Linked DNA regions of Gadus morhua: region 1 is linked to region 2. The links are chromatin contacts, called in public Hi-C maps. All regions are on one chromosome and are shown on one strand. The core of a region is the stretch at or near the end of the contact, and the rest is flanking DNA. Distances in the headings are between cores, read along the strand shown. Region 1 holds the start of ebag9 (estrogen receptor binding site associated antigen 9). Region 2 holds the start of ube3d (ubiquitin protein ligase E3D).

Region 1 (3,138 bases), core at 442-2,941, 180 kb after region 2:
AACCACCTCCAGTGGCAGCTTAGGGGCCTCCATCATATTCACCTTCATTAAGATTCTTTATTTTGTCTAATTTTCTAAAAATAATTGATAGCTGCTGCTACCATACAACCGTACTATAAGATAATCACAAATAAATGTATCTCTGCCTCTTTACTTGCTTGAAGACTAAGTAATGTATGCAATGGGGTGGGATCACTTAACATGTTATGTGTTCTCAAGAAAGACCCTAAAAGTGCTTTGGGGACCTCCCTCATATTCACCTTCGTTAAGATTCTTCTTTAATTTGTCTAGTTTTCTAAAAAACATGGCACGCTGCTGCTCCCGGTCAGTGTGTTCCTCTTCCTCCATCTGAAATTTGAAGGGTCTGTAATTACTACATCAACACACACATCAGAATCAGTGCTGCATTGGGTATAGTAACAACACGTGAATGAAAAAATATAAGAAAACACCTAGACTCGTCTGCAATTGCATTGTCAGTGGCTAGCATGTGGATCATGTCAAGTTTCTAAAGTATTTCCGGAGAGTTTATTCGCAGATCAGAACACTATGAGGCACGTCTTGGAGAAGTAAAACTAGCATCGTGCTAACGTTAGCTTAGCTAAATTAGCTTCCGAAAACATCTCAAAATCACATTGATATACATTAAACCATTTAAGATGAAACACTTGTTATGATATATATTCCATATTATGTAATCTGGACTCAAATGTTATCATCGCGTCTTACGGTTCTACGGTTTGTAACCTCGGCAGAAGTATTTTCAAATGTCTGTTTATCCAGTTTTCAAACTTGCCACTTTCCTCTGGACACGCCCTAAACTGCGTTTGATTGGCTTGGTCTCCCTTGATCCGCTCGGCTCTGCTATGGTTGGTTAAAATAACCGATGTGACAGATTCCAACAGAACAATGTATTACAGAAATGACAAAAAATGTACGATCTAGTTACTAAAACATGATTTTTTCTTTTTTACAACATGCATATTAACTAGGACTCCAATGCCTCCAAGATAGAGCAGAGCTATTTATCTATTCTCTCTAAAAAAAAAGCTCTGAGGTAGAGGCGGCCGTTTTGACGTTAGCCGTGATGTACAAGCCCTATTGGTTGGTTTGTTTGTTGCCTCCTGGCAGATATGATCGAGAATTTCTGAATTACATGTTCAAACAACAAGATAAGATATTTTCTTTTCTTATATTTTATTTTTGCATGTCGGTGGTGTCACCTATGTAAAATGTTCGGTTATAGTGGCCAATTTCGTCATCTGCGGCTACAGATTGTGTCTGGTATACAGGGTTTGTGTCTGTTATAGCGACAGAAACTGCAGAAAATGTATCTCCCATGGATGGCCTTCATCACGGGAGAACCGTCCCGTCAGTACAGGACTCCCGAAACAGAAGAAGCGAGGGCGTGACTTCAGTTACATGGGTTAAGGGGCGAGAGGGAGTGTCTTTCTATAGAAGCACATCCGTTTTCGTTCTGTTACATGTTTTGGCTATTGCCTAGTAACTTTTTTCATCAAAACCTAAATATTACCCTCCATGTTGTTGTCATTCGTGTCATGTTGTTATTCTTCTCGCTCAAGCGACAGTCACCTGGCCTATACATCTCATAGGGAGCGAAAGACCGGAAATTGCGCTGTGGTACACTGGGATAACGCTATAATTCAGGATCCTCTCTCAGCCGTGTCTCTCTAGCGGTAAGGCTCAGTGAACACGCTTCTGCTGCACTTCCGTGTTCGGATGCATCCCAGCTCAAAGATGGCAGCCACGGGATAGTGGAAGAGAAACTGCAGATTGTACCTTTATCATGTAATCTCTTCGGTTTAAACAGCTGTTCCACACATTGTCGTGATGTGCAACGTTACACCTCAATTATTGTGAACGCGTCATTTCATGGAGACAACGCGAGGGATTAAGATAATGGTTATCTGGCGAGAAAGGCTAGCAAGCTAAGATTAGCTAAATAAATGAACAGTTTTGGTGTCTTTAAGTGCATCTGACACCCACGGAAGAAACTAAAGCATCTCTCCTGAATATTGTACTTGGGCGTTGTGTATGGTGAGCACATGTGTTGATGTTGTACATTGATCTTGTCAATGGACGCAGCTGTTCAACCATTAAATGCACTGTTTAATTAGGTTCATGGTTTAAATAACGCTAAAGGCTTCATCCATATCCCTGGTTTCACTAAAAGTCTCAATTAGCATTCCCTCAAGATGTCGCCTGTATTGGATTCAAGTTGTGGTAGCTGAGAAAATGCTATATCAGTTTGAACCCATTTCTAATGTTTCTCCTTATTTCGCCACAGAATAAGTTCATCATGGCCATCACTCAGTTCCGCCTTTTCAAAATCTGCACATGTATAGCCAGCTTACTCTCCTTCTTCAAACGGTTGATATGCAGGTAAGCTATCTATAACTTTATAAGATGATTGTTAGTTGTATAGCATCAACTGTACATTGAATTGGTTCATTTGTTATTCTGCTACAGGACTGGAAGGGGACGCAAACTCAGTGGTGATCAAATAACACTACCAACTACTGTGGACTTCCCTTCCTCTGGAACGAAACAGGTCTGTCAATGTTTTGTTCAATAACAGTCCTGTACAGAACGTCTGTGACTGGGTAATCATTAAGATGAAACATCCTTTGAATTCATCTAATATTTGGCCTAGATGGTGTTTTATATTCCACAGTAATATATTATTTACATATTTTTCAATGTCCCATGTTTTCTTTTACCTACTGATTTTGTTTATTCTCCGTAATTCTTCGTTTTAACTTGTCGTGAGGCAGCCAGAGATAGAGGAGTGGAGTTCATGGGATGAAGATGCTCCGACTAGTATCAAGATTGAGGGTGGCAACGGGAACGTTTCTCCCTCTGCCGAAGATGCAGACAATGAGCCTGACTACTTCAAAGACATGACCCCCACCATCAGGAAAACACAAAAGGTTTGCCAACCAGCTGCCCTTACAATCCAAAATGCATTCCAGTATCGTGCAGCATCAATTAGCTTCAACTGTAGCAATTTAAATCAGTACAATGAAATGTTAAGTTCCCCTTTTATCCAGAATTTTAAAGCGTTTATGAAGTGTTTCTTCATGTTGATTTGTATAGTGTGTGCATGGATAGATTATA
Region 2 (3,019 bases), core at 416-2,915:
TATGATCTTGAAGATGATCTCGTAGGTCTCCAGCGCCTTGCGGTGGACCCCGCTGGGCAGGGCCGGGTGCAGGCATTGGGCCAGACGTTTGCCAATCGTCAGCTTCTTCGGAACCACCTGGTACTTTGCATTGTTCTGCAATACCTTGGAAACCCAATCCCCACAAATATGGACTATTAGCCAAGCCTTTTCACATTACATTCATGTAACTGTGAGTGAAAGAAATCAAGACCTTTATGAATGGGTAACTACACGGCGACGAGACACAAGTACAAAGGATCGGGTGTACCTTGTTAAGCTTGCCCAGTGCAGAGATGAGATCGGCCCATTCACTGGAGTACTCAAAGTTCTTCAAGGCCTTGTCCACAGCTGCCACATAGTTCCTGTACTTGGAGTCGCTGAGCAGCTCCACTTCCTCTGTGTTCATTCTCCCGGGTGACGATTCTGATACTGCACGACACTAAGCAAGCAATTGTGCATCACACCTGTAAAGGGCAAAGAAGATGACGAAGAAAACAGATCAAAGATTAACAGGTAGACACTCATTAAAAAGTGAAAGTTGTTGGATCATGGTATGTGTTCGTGTGCTCGGTCTTCAGACAAGTAAATGACAAACCATGCAATTAAAACTTCATAAAAAATAATGCAATGACAATCACGTTGGGATATCACTTAAAATGTGAACCAAAAATAATGGATTCACATTTTAAGTGGATTACTAGGTAAAGGGTTAGGGTTAGGGTCAGTGTTTTCAGAAACATACATTATGAAAAAAGGCAGTTCAGAGATAAACAAACATTCAGAGACCAGTAGCAGTTCGACCTACCAGCAGATCACCTGTTATCCACGACAGAACATTCATCGCCTGCGGGATAGAAAATAAATGGGTTGAGCAAACTAAGTTACACGCAGGTGAATTGAGGGCCATTTGAGACGCTAAGGGGGGAGGCGCTGCTTTCGGTTAGCTGGGTACACCCAAGCTACCTCACATATGCTGTAACCAGCGATTCCAACATCACTCATCATCCATAACGCGACCAGCATTCAAGCTCACCGCTATTGAATTTCGGTCCAGCGCTGTCCTGCATTCGTACGGACACTACGTCACTTTAAAAAAGGGCTGTCAAAGCCTGAATCCGGCAGCTAGCCAATGTGAGCGGCAGTATATCCAAGAGACGCAAGATGCTGCGGTGGCTCAGCTTCTGGGCCCCGGCTAAAATGTCGCTCAATTTAACTACCTGTGTGTTGCATAACACGACTTCACAGGTCACGTGGTGGAGATATGGCTCACTGTGCTCTACATAGTGTCGGCATTTTAAGAGATTCCTTCTCGGTTATTAAAAAAACGACCCTAGACATCACCGTAGTTCAGCGGCCAGGAAGGAAGAAACACAAAGCGATTGACAGCTCCCAGGCTGCATTGCGGATTGGTTGCGCGTACGCTACGTAGTGGGCGTATCTACCTTGTTCCCAGGCGTTCTCTTCTGACATAAGAAAGCCTGAAACTGGAGGCTCACAATGAGCGTTATCGGTGAAAGAGACAGAGAGGGTGGGACTTTCAGTTCGGTTGTTTTAGAGGCGGGAGAGAGAGAGGGCGGGCCTTTTCGTTCCATTGGTTTAGCAGCATGTGAGAGAGTTGGCGGGACCTTTGATCAAGGGATATCATATCCGTTTCCATTCCATGTCATGTTATGCTTTCGGATATTGAATTTTAAATGTTATGGCTAGAAGTCCATTTGTCATCTCCTTGTTATTATTGCCATGCTCGTATACTTCCTTACTGCCCCAAAATTGTTATGTGGAGCACACAGCTTATCGGAAGTTGTAAGAGGCCGGACGTAGCATTGCGCTAGCCCGGGATAACGCTACAATTCAGTATCTTCTCCGGGCTAGTTTCAGGGACGGTAGCTACTACGTCCCATTGAATGAATTCTGTGGTTGGACGTTCAAGCGTGGAGATAACTTTGCATTGTCCGTGATTTCGTTTTTAATCGTGATTCTGATCGTTTTATTTTTCAAAACACGCCATTACGGATACTCAATTTTTGACGGTGGTTTGTGTTTCCGTTATTTTTTGCACCGGGATTGAGTGGTAGTGCGTGTTACAGATCGTGTGGCTGAGGCCCAACACAAGCGTGGGGATGGCAGCAACAAGAACAAGTAGAGTTGGACTATTCGTAGAGCTCAGAAAGAGACTGAAAACGGGGATGCTTATTATCGGGTAAAAAACGTTGCCATTGAGGTCTTGTTCCTCGTCTTGTCTTGGAGACCAGGCGAGCTAAGCTAATAGCAAGCAAGTCCATCCATGGATGCTACAGTCTTACCCTAGATATGTACATTCATTATGCAACATTTCATAGTTATTTCTTCAGATGTTGGTAGAAATCCCAAGATCTAGTCCCTGGAGACTTTTTGCGTTAACGTAAAGTTGTCTTTGTGGATCAATAAGTTGCATGAATCTCACGTTGTATGAGCTCAAACGGACACTAGATGGCAGTAGAGTTTTGATCATGCTGTACGATCGAGTCGATCATACTGTACATGAGTTGTTTTCCTTTTTTTATTAGATTTAAAGTCTTCGTTCTTAAACCTCCATTTTCTTAATGTATTGAAAAGCTCCACATTAATTGGCATTGGTGTTTAACCTGTTTAACGCAATGATTGCATCAACTAGACTAGACTAGAAATATGGTATAACATTTTTGCTCTGTGATTTCGCTAGGGATGTATATGGCAGTAGGTAGTAGTACCCACAATATTGAATAACACATCTGCAATATGGTGTGTGGAATCCATGACGACTGCATTTATTTTAAATGAATTTGCAGTGCAACTAACTAGGGTTGAGTTGCACTGCAAATACACTGCAGACATAAAATCTACAATACGATACATAAACTCGTGTCTCTTGCGTCCTCCAGGAAAGATCTTGTCAACGACCCAACTGAGGTGAGCGTGGCAGGAGGCGATGGATCTCTTGATATTTCCACGGCCCACGGCCTGTTAAGCCTTGCGCTGC

What was found. A called contact is a pair of places that touch in the nucleus more often than the background predicts.
Region 1: a Hi-C map of blood shows a contact between it and region 2, with 5 times the contacts expected there. The contact joins the promoter of ebag9 here to the promoter of ube3d in region 2. A contact is called at or near these places in 4 of 6 Hi-C or Micro-C datasets (blood, gill, gonad and 1 more).

What each region holds. Positions count from the first base shown.
Region 1 is chr11:15,751,007-15,754,144 of gadMor3.0, forward strand. It overlaps ebag9 (estrogen receptor binding site associated antigen 9), which reads left to right and starts at 1,692. Exons shown (of 7, transcript XM_030369812.1): 1 at 1,692-2,058; 2 at 2,309-2,403; 3 at 2,491-2,572; 4 at 2,796-2,951. The coding sequence starts at 2,056. It overlaps ttk (ttk protein kinase), which reads right to left and starts at 839. Exons shown (of 23, transcript XM_030369809.1): 1 at 730-839; 2 at 261-348. The coding sequence starts at 348.
Region 2 is chr11:15,574,776-15,577,794 of gadMor3.0, forward strand. It overlaps ube3d (ubiquitin protein ligase E3D), which reads left to right and starts at 1,666. Exons shown (of 10, transcript XM_030370205.1): 1 at 1,666-2,221; 2 at 2,922-3,019. The coding sequence starts at 2,142. dop1a (DOP1 leucine zipper like protein A) reads right to left here and starts at 1,466. Exons shown (of 39, transcript XM_030370204.1): 1 at 1,239-1,466; 2 at 827-865; 3 at 290-485; 4 at 1-144. The coding sequence starts at 427.